Linked DNA regions of Ovis aries: region 1 is linked to region 2. The links are chromatin contacts, called in public Hi-C maps. All regions are on one chromosome and are shown on one strand. Each heading gives the region's core, a stretch centred on a gene start, on an enhancer-like site or on the middle of the called end of the contact. The rest is flanking DNA. Distances are from core to core; before and after follow the strand shown. Region 1 holds the start of ARL3 (ADP ribosylation factor like GTPase 3). Region 2 holds the start of SUFU (SUFU negative regulator of hedgehog signaling).

Evidence for each region. A called contact is a pair of places that touch in the nucleus more often than the background predicts.
Region 1: a contact with region 2 is called in a Hi-C map of hypothalamus, with 4 times the contacts expected there. The contact joins the promoter of ARL3 here to the promoter of SUFU in region 2. A contact is called at or near these places in 2 of 16 Hi-C or Micro-C datasets (hypothalamus and skin fibroblasts).

What each region holds. Positions count from the first base shown.
Region 1 is chr22:23,056,253-23,061,356 of ARS-UI_Ramb_v3.0, forward strand. ARL3 (ADP ribosylation factor like GTPase 3) reads right to left here and starts at 3,578. Exons shown (of 6, transcript NM_001162553.2): 1 at 3,557-3,578. The coding sequence starts at 3,559. It overlaps SFXN2 (sideroflexin 2), which reads left to right and starts at 3,906. Exons shown (of 13, transcript XM_042238855.2): 1 at 3,906-3,975.
Region 2 is chr22:22,878,529-22,883,737 of ARS-UI_Ramb_v3.0, forward strand. It overlaps SUFU (SUFU negative regulator of hedgehog signaling), which reads left to right and starts at 1,814. Exons shown (of 12, transcript XM_015103389.3): 1 at 1,814-2,183. The coding sequence starts at 2,002.

The DNA of each region.
Region 1 (5,104 bases), core at 2,328-4,827, 180 kb after region 2:
CAACAGAGATAGGATCTCTGTGTAGGATGTATACTCCTATGACATGAAATAAAGGCAATTTAAGAAAGAGGAATTTTAGTTAATTGGGTATTGTGGGTTATCAGCAATGTATCCACACAAGTTACCTGCACCCTGGTAGACAGAAGTGGTCTGACTCAGCCACAAAACATTTGAACAGTTTTCTATAGGCAAATCATGAACAGATATGCGTTGACGATGGATATTTTATCTGCCTCAGTTTAAACTCAGCAACTGGCAGAGGCCTGGTGTGCTGACCTAAAATGACACAAACTAGGTCATTCAAAGAAAACTGGGATGATGGAGAGGGAGAGAGGAATATGTTGGTACATGGAAAATAATATGTGGCTGTGAGGAGCAGCTAAAAGTTAAAGTATTAAAATTAGTAAGCCAACTGGCAAGTACATGCACTCCTCATAACTGGCTTAAATGGAACAGACTTCAGTTTATTTTTACCTCACCAAAAAAACATTGGTGCTGCCCAATGAGGGCTTGTTAATTTCCAGGAACTCCTATAGCTTTGTTAGGGAGAACTTCACCCAAATCTTTTTTCTCATCTCTCTACTAAATAAATACAATGTTCCCTGAGGAACAAAATACTGGCATCTCCTCAGCTGGAGTGGGTTCTTACTTCATCAGAGTCTTAATGAAAAATACATTATGGGCTTTAGAGTTTCACAGACTTTTATTCAACATCCTGATGGGTAACCTCCAGCATAGTTTCATCTAGAAAATGGGAACAATACTTATATCTCAAGAAGAATGCTATGAAGATTAAATCAGATGATGTGTGAAGCATGCACATAGAGGGAACTCAAAACAGTTGTTGTGTTTATGTTTCTACTTTTCACCGACCATTTTTGACCAGAAAACATAATCTTGGGAACAATCTTCAAATGTCAAACATGCTTGATAAATATCACTAGCTTTATATATTCAGAAATTACTCCATAAATAATTCCTGAATGGAGGACTCATCTATTAAATAACAGTGATTGCTGCTGCTGCTGCTAAGTCGCTTCAGTCGTGTCCTACTCTGTGCGACCCCATAGACCGCAGCCCACCAGGCTCCCCCGTCCCTGGGATTCTCCAGGTAAGAACTCTGGAGTGGGTTGCCATTTCCTTCTCCAATGCATGAAGGTGAAAAGAGAAAGTGAAGTCGCTCAGTCGTGTCTGACTCTTAGCGACCCCATGGACTATAGCCTACCAGGCTCCTCTGTCCATGGGATTTTCCAGGCAAGAGTACTGGAGTGGGATGCCATTGCCTTCTCCTAACAGTGATTGCTGCTGTTGCTAAGTCGCTTCAGTCGTGTCCGACTCTGTGCGACCCCATAGATGGCAGCCCACCAGGCTCCTCCGTCCATGGGATTTTCCAGGCAAGAGTGATTAGTTATGCACAAAAATTACGGTCAATTTAGTATTTCACCAAGGACTTGGCATCCTAAGGTAGGGGTAAAATAGCTGAACTTCTAGGGGTTCAGAGAAATCAATAATGTGTTTTTGTTGCTGTATTCCAAATTTTAAAAGAATAAATATGTATTAGTCATAGCTGAAGGATTAAGACAATAAATAAACCTGGAACTCCTGAAGAGTTACTATGGGGACCCATGGGTATCAGATATGACATACTTAATCATACCACTGACCCTTTAAATTCCGTGTTCCACTTATCGAGTTCTAAAAATAGCTCATACTTTTGGAGATAGAAAAAAAGTGTATTTTGGAAACCAGATGAAGACTCCTGAATAATCTGCCCTAATTCCTTATTATTTATTGTAGGAAAAAAAATTAAAAAAAGAAAAACAAAATCTGTCTTGATCACTGAATACAACAGTTGTATACAATAGTGTTGTGTACACTGTCAATTTGTTGTATAAAGTGTCAATCTGTACCTGGAAACATAAACAGTGGTTAATTTATTGTGGCTTGTAATTATAAATTAAACAGTCATGAAATTACACAGTCCACTTCACTGATAAACAAACTGGGAAAAGTTAGCCCGCTCTCATGCGTTTCTCCTTTATGATGCCATGCCTTTCTCTGTTGGTTTGGCATGCCTTTTTCATTTCAATTCTAGTTATTTTCTGTGTAAATATTTATGTTTGTACTCATTTGTTGAGAAAAACTTAGCCTTTAAATGGACAGCTCATGTATAAACGATTAATAAAAAGCAAACATTTAAAAATCTGTTTAGCCTGAGGTTAATAAAACTGCAGTGTAGCAAGTGTTGAAATGTGATTGGCAACTTCAGATCCAATAATGCTACTTCTTTAACAATGTGACAATTTTAAATCAATTGAAATAAATTTTTCCTATCAAAATTTACTCACTGGATAATCTAACCAAATGTACATGTGTTTTTTTTTTTCCTTCTGGACATCTAGCTTTTTCTTACTTCATAAATCAATAGAAGTGGTTCAACAGTTCTAAAAGTCAAAAAGGGACTGGAGTTGGGACAGGGAAGGAACTGTAAGCTTGAGTGCTAGCTTTCTGCAGCTGGTAAATTTATCAGCCTGCTCCAAACGCTCCGAAATAAATTGTTTCTCCCACTAGTTTTAAAACCACTCAATTTCATTTTAATACCCTCCAATTAAGTGCAGAGAAATCAACAAGGAACAGTGTCAAGCGTCAAATACGTCACATAATTTACGTATTTGGGAAAGCTTTATTCTGGCCTGACAGAGACAAGGCTAGCCCCAAACTGATGGCCACTCTCCTTTTTTAATCTACTCCAAACTGAGACTAAGGCCTTTGCTTCTGGTGTGGTCATATGCAAAGGAAGGTGGCAACAGGTCCGAAGTAAATACTAAGGATCGGGCAGCAAATCTGTCTCCACCAACACGTATTGAACAGGAGACTGGCTATCACCAACAACCAGACCTTGCAGAACCCTCAGGAAATAAAAAACTCGGGACTGCAGAAGCGCGCCCGCCACTCAGACACCGAGACGGCTTAAAATACACCAGACATCCCTTCCAAGCGGCACCTCTTTGTGTCCGGGGATTTACACCCTTACCCCCCAGAGGCCCTCACACCGCGAGGAACAGGAGAGCTAGGCTACCATCTCCCCTGGTACCGCCAGCGCGACCTCAAAGACAGCAGCGCTGGCCCTTCTCCCCGCTTCTAGCCGGGCACTGGTGAACCCCACTCTCCTGCGGCACTGGGAGGCCGATTCCTTGGGAAGATTTAATCCTGCGTGCAGAAGCTGCTCTCCGCAGCTCCTCGGATCCGCCCTCATCCCAATCCCCAGAGTAATGATGGAGCCCTGGCTCCGTACCGCGACAACCCAGCACCCTTCCAGCCCCTTCCCCTAGTTTCGGACAGGTTGCAAGCTCCGCCTTCCTCCCCAGGCCCAGATTCTCTCCAGGGCCCACACTCGGGACTCCCTGCCGCCCCCCGAAACCAATCCAGGACCCGGACATCAGGCTGAGCGCCAGTCCGTTCCCTCCTGTCTTTAAGCGCAGTGCCCTGCCTTGGGCCAGGGGAAGGGAAGCAGGTGACCGACCAGCTCCGGAGGGACCCAGGCCCTCACACTCACCATCCTCCCGCCGAGTCCCTCCTCCTCCTCCTCCTGCCTCCCCCGTTACCAGGGGCAACTGCGACGGCGCCGCCCCCGACGTCCCCCGTACGCACGGCAGAGGAGCAAAGCAGCAGAACGGGGCGGGGTCCAGCTCCGCTTTCCCCAATGTGCGCAAGCGCGTCAATGTGCCCTCCCACTGCGCAGGCGGGCTGCTGGAGAGGCGGGAGAAGGCGGCGGGCTGCACAGACCTGGGGAATGGTGAAACCTCGCCCACGTGGCTGCCGGGGGCCACCCGGCTTGTGATTGGTCCAGAGGGAGGGCGTGCGGGCGGGGCGAGGGGAGGTTCCCGGGCGGAGGCCAGAAGTGCATCCTGGCTTGGCTGCCAAAGCGGGCTGCTTCTGGAAGCAGCTGTGTCAGTCTGTTTCTCCCGGGTCCAGGTAAGGATCTTGAGAGGACGCCTCCTGCAACATCTACCTGTGCCAGGTTTTATTCCCCAGATCCCAGGAGGGAGTTTGCATTTCTGTCTTGACTCTGCCCAGGCGAGGCTGCGGCGCGGGCTGGGCTTGCACCTGCCAAAGCCACGTGGCAAGAGAAGGAGCTACCTGTGGACCCCTTATGGCCTCCAGTACCTTCGTGTGCCAGGCTGAGGAGCGGGGGCGTCATGGGTTGCTCGCTCGTCTGCACACATCCGTGTTAGAATCCAGGCTGGAGGAGTCCTGGTGGTGGGAGGCTGCCTACCGGAGGGCAAGAAGCTGCCTGAGGACTGGCCGTGAGGGCTGGGATGAGGTGATCGCTTACGGGGGTGAAAGGTGTTTGGAATGGATGGTTTTGCTGAACTAAGTTGGCAGGGTCGGTGCGCCGTCTGCAGCCCTGAAGGAGGCAAAAATGGGCCTCCACTTCTAGACAAGAAAGAATGAGAGAGATTGTGGGTGCTATTTCCCACCCCTTCCCCATGCAGAGAAGAATTACCATATTTGTGCCAGCTCTTAGTCTAGACTCTGGAGACACAGCAGGGGGCTAAATCGGCCCTCATGGAAATCACATCCTTCCTAGTGAGATGGTTTTCATACAAGATTTCACTTCATTCTCACAGCCCTAGAAATTGATTATTTTAAGGGTTAGAGTGGGGACCTGAATCCAGTACTTTCTGACTCTTGAGGAATTATTATTTTTGGCTGCTCCATGCGTGGCATGTGGGGATCTTTGTTTCCCAAGCAGGGATCGAACCTGTGCCCTTGCAGTGGAAGCAGAGTCTTCACCACTGGAATGCCTGGAAAGTCCTTGGGCTTAGCTATTGTTAATAGTTTCCTCCAGGTTTTGGGCTTTGCTGCTTTTAAGACCAGCAGGTTTTCAGCCTAGTTAAGATCGTTGGAATGAAGGCAGATTTTCCCTGAATGGTTCTTAACATTTTATGCATTCAAGTAAAGTTTCCACCTATCTCTAGCCTGCTGGTTCTTCTGTGAAAAAGGCAAAGCAGACTTCTCTTCCAAAATTGCCTGGAGTCTAACATCATGGCTGCCAGGGGGTCATTTGATTGTACATAGGCATATACTACCAGGGCCTGCT
Region 2 (5,209 bases), core at 564-3,063:
GACTCATTTGAAAAGACCCTGATGCTGGGAGGGATTGAGGGCAGGAGACGGGGACAACAGAGGATGAGATCATTGGATGGCATCACCAACTCACTGGACATGGGTTTGGGTGGAATCCAGGGGTTGGTGATGGACAGGGAGGCCTGGCGTGCTGCGGTTCATGGGGTCATAAAGAGTGGGACACGACTGAGTGGCTGAACTGAACTGAACTCAACCACCTTCTTAGTCTAATAAAAGGAAATTTTAGTATACATACAGCTGAGGAACATATTCCTAGAACAAAGGAAAGTATATTGCATAAGGCTTGCTTTTTTTGAAAAAAAAAAAAAAAAGGTATATTTTTGTTCAGTTCAGTTCAGCTCAGTCGTGTCCGACTCTTTGCGACCCCATGGATTGCAGCACGCCAGGCTTCCCTGTCCATCAGCAACTCCTGGAGCTTACTCAAACTCATGTCCATTAAGTCAGTGATGCCTCCAAACATCTCATCCTTTGTCGTCCCCTTCTCCTCCCACCTTCAATCTTTCCCAGCATCAGGGTCTTTCCCAATGAGTCAGTTCTTCCCATCAGGTGGCCAAAGTACTGGAAATAATCAACAAAATATTTTTGGTTGATTTTCTCATGTTTTTCCTGGAAAGGTGTAAACCTGGCAACATACTAGTATTGGTCTGAAGACTGACATTTGGAACTACTGGTACAGATGATCTTTTGGTCATTAAAACATCCTTCATCTAATAGCTTCATAACTGTTGTCTCTCTCTGTCTCTCTTTAGTCGCTAAGTCATGTCTGACTCTTTGTGATCCCATGGATTTGTAGCCTGCTAGGATCCTCTGTCCATGGGGTTCTCCAGGCAAGAATACTCGAGTGGGTTGCCATTTTCTTCGCCATAGGATCTTCCCGACCCAGGGATCGAACCCAGGTCTCCTGCACTGCAGGCAGATTTTTACCGACTGAGCTGCGAGGGAAGCCCAGGAACTGCTCTAGTATATCTTTAATTTTCATGGGGAGCTAGAAATCCTAGGGACGGGGGAACCTGGTGGGCTGCCGTCTATGGGGTCGCACAGAGTCGGACACGACTGAAGCAACTTAGCAGCAGTGGCAGCAGCAGAAATGACACTGATGAATGAGAAAATGGAATTGAGAGATTATGTGTTACTGCTTTCTAAGGAGCCCAGTGCATTTTTCTCTAATAAATTATTTCCTCTTTTCCTTCATGTTGTGGGGATCTTTAGTTAATAGCCAGTAGTCAGGACTTTCCGCCAGTAGTCAGGACTTTCCGCCAGTAGTCAGGATTCTCTTCTATCCTTTTCTCTTGAAATTTCAAGATTATTGAGTGGAAGACATTACTATAAGTAAAGTTATTGCAGGCAGGAAAATAATTTCCAACCCGGTGCCTTAGAAACTAAAAAATCCCGTTTTTAATGCTACATGGACGAAGGAAGCAATCCATTGTAGCAATCCATTGTTACATTTATGTTTAAATCCTTCTGAAATAAATAAATTAAATAAATCCTTCTGAGCATCGTATTAGCATAACAGTGACATGCTTTTTGTCGGCGCACTTCCCAAAGCTTTCTTGGGTCCCTAGCACCTCAGAGGATGTCCCAATATCTCTATTTAATCCTGGGCTCCTCCTAACGCTAGGGGGAAGCGAAGAGCCTTGGAACACCCCCACAACTCTGGGAGAGAGAGGGAGGCGGGACCTATTGTCAAGTCACGCCTTCCCTACCTGTGACTGGCACAGACATTGGCCAATGGAACCGGAATAGGGCGCGCCGGCACCCCGCCCCCTGAGCGCCCCGCGGCCCCCGAGGCACCCTCTGGCCGTCTCCACCGCGGCGACGGCCTGGGCGGACAGTGCGCCTTGCGCAGGCGCGGAGCCTAGACCTCGCTGCAGCCCCCATCGCCTCCGGGAGTCGCACCCAAGGAGTTCGCCTGCTGGCGCGTCAGTGCTCTCCCCCTCGTCTGCCCTCCCCGGTCCCCCCAGCACCCTACGCGCCCCGATGGCGGAGTTGCGGCCTAGCGGCGCCCCCGGCCCCACCGCGCCCCCGGCCCCTGGCCCTACTGCCCCTCCGGCCTTCGCGTCGCTCTTCCCCCCAGGACTGCACGCCATCTACGGAGAGTGCCGCCGCCTGTACCCAGACCAGCCGAACCCGCTCCAGGTTACCGCTATCGTCAAGTACTGGTACGTCTTGGGCCGCGCGGAGACCGACAGGGGCGGGCTGAGAAGGGTTAAAGCGCCAGGAGCGAAGTAATTTGCCAGGGAATTGGAGGGGAAAGGAGAGTGGTTAAAGCACTTGGAAGAGGGCTTCCTGCTGTGAGGGAAGAAGTTAAGGCTCAAGTTAGGAATGGGGACAAAGGGGTTAACGAAGCCTGCGGGTAGCGAAGGGTTAGCAAGGGAGGGGAGGATGAAGGGTTAACTGGCATTAGAAGAATGGAGTGAATTGGGGGTGTTGGTAGAAGCTGAGGGGGCGACGGTCGGAGAGAGGGAACTGTAAACGTGGTGAAAGGAGGGGGCGCCTGGAGGGGGTCTAAGTGGGCGCGTGGAAGCCGAAGGGGGGCGGCTGAAGTGAGATGGGGGAGGCGAGGCGGGGCCTGAGGAGCATCTGAGAAGGCTTTGGAGCCGCGCGGCCGGAGGAGCTCCGAGCTCGGAGGGCACGGGACTGCACAGGGTAGGGGCGGGTGTGGGTCTGTGGGTTAGGATGTGAGCGTTGAGCTTGTGAGGGGATGAGGGGGAGGTCTCATTTTGATACCTTCCGGATGAGCTCAGACATTCATATCAGTGCAGTGCTTTTGCGTTTGAAGTTTGATGGAGCAGCTTCTCCCGATCAACTTTCTGCTTACTCTGCACAGTTCTCTTACTCCATGCAGAGCTTCCTCTGGCTCCGCGGCTGCTTTGGTCTAGGTCACTGGCTAGAACAGGGGCAGGCTGGGTCAGGGAGATCCATGGTTTGGCTCAGGATTGAAGGAGGCTGCTGTTAACGACGAAGATCCGGAACTTGGACACGGGAGGATCCTTCAGTGAGATATTAAGAGTAACTTTGTGGGCTGGAGCGCCCAGATGTAGGCAACAGTTCCTCAGGGGAGCTGAGAGTAATCCCTAAGTAACTCTGTTAAGATCAGACCTATGTACACATGGACTGCCCCTGGGGAAGGAATGGTCTTTTCTCGTTTCCCATTCTTTTTGTAACCTGTTTCTTCGTGCCACCTCTGTTATGGGGACTCTTCTTCATGGTCTTGCTGAACTAAAAGTTGACTAAGAAACTAGTTGAATCTGTACAAAACCACTTTCATGCAGGCACTGTATTAGATGAACTCCTTCATTGGCTCCTAAAAGACTGTTCAAGGCAGGCACTTGGGGTGTGACCAAAGGGGAGGTACCCCCGAAGGGGGAATGAGTAGAGTGGATGTCTTTACTGGTTACCTTCCTTTAGGGCTGAGTCTTTTCCCTCCCTGGCAACCACTTACTTCTTCTGGAGATTGCAGGAGCTGGGCTGCCTAGGGCGGAGGCCAGCTCCCTATGTCTGTGGGAGGCTGTGGAGAGGCTGACAGTGTGAAGGGCCTGGGGAGCAACCACCTGCTCCGTGGGGAGAGCGGCAGGAGCAGCCTGCCTCTGTCTGGTAGCCAGAAGGAGGTGTGGCCTGCAGCACAGTTTTCTCTGGCAGGCACGGTGTTCTTTGGTTGAGAGGAGTTTTTGAAGAGGTCTTCTGAGTAAAAAGCAGCTCTTGATAACTTAATCACTCATTTTAAACTTTTTATTTATTTTCATCTACAAATTATGGCAATTTTATTTCATTTTTATCATTTTTTTTACCATTTACTTCTTTTTCTTGACTTATTGCTATCTGGTATAATTTCCTTTCAGTACATAAACTTTTTATTTTAAATTGGTATATAGCCGATTAACAATGTTTGTGATAGTGTCAGGTGAATGGTGAAGGGACTCAGCCTTACATACACATATAGCCATTCTCCTCCGAATTCCTCTCCTCTCCAGACTGCCACATAACATTGAGCAGAGTTCCATGTGCTATACAGTAGGTCTTTGTTGGTTTGTACCACTATATTTAAATATGTACAGTGATGGACTCTATTGGCATACTTCGTGAGAAAAAGGGGACCTGCCTCTGGCATGCTGTTTGTTCAGGCCTTGTTTGAGTATAAGGAGAAATCCCCTCTCAGACTTGGGCCACTGTTATTATGTCACCCAAGTGGACATGAAGGATAGAGTTGTAAAAGGTGTTGAACACGGGCTCCCCTGGCGGTCCAGGGGTTAAGACTCTGTGCTTCCACTGCAAGGGGTATGGGTTCGATTCCTGGTTGGGGGAGTTCCACAAACCATGAGGTGTGGCAAAAAAGAAAAAGATATTGAACACATGCAAAGGACTAAGATTAGTTTGGGAATCTGCTTTTTCCTCCATCTCCCTGTGAACCTTTTTTCCCATGTTGCTGCAAGTTTGTTAACCAAGTCAGGACTTATCTTAAAAGATGGGCCAGCATCTAATGATGAATAAAAACGATTGTATAGCACTTTGTGAAATTAGAAATGCTGCCTGGATACAGAAATAAATGAGAAGAAACAGCCCAGGGACTGGTTCTTTCTAAAATTCAGAAGGGGTTGCATAATTAAGTCCTGAAAGTGGTTCACTGATAAACCTTCACATTTAGGATCCTATAAGCCCTCTTCAGTGTTCATAGCAGGATGACTGACTGAGGCTGCCTCAGTTTGGCTGTGGCCCAGGGTATTGAGATTCTTTTTTCTTGTGACAGAAGGATGACTTTCTTGACTAGCCAACTGGGACATCATGGCTGAAAGCTGAGGCTTTACTGGTCAGGGAGCTGAAGTAGAGCTAGTGCCCTGGGTCACTCTGGCAACTTCCCTGTGAAGTCAGGTGTTCAGGGACTTACACTGAGGGATGATCTGGGTCCTGGGATAACATCTTTTTCTAAGTGCAAAATATGATGATTTTCCACGTACTCATCTGCTTCCTATCAGGTCTCCGAGTGAGTAGAACAGAACACTATGTACTTAGAGAAAAGGCTAATTTTGTTTGACTCTCGGTCCTTTTCTGCAGATGGAGTTTTGAGGTAAAGCCTCTCTCTTAGATGAAATGCCCTTTGGGAGACTTGGCCAGGGCTGTCAGGGATGTGGTAGATGGGGAGCACAGAAGAGTGGACACAGTTTTGCCCCTTGTTGCTGGAGGGACCTAG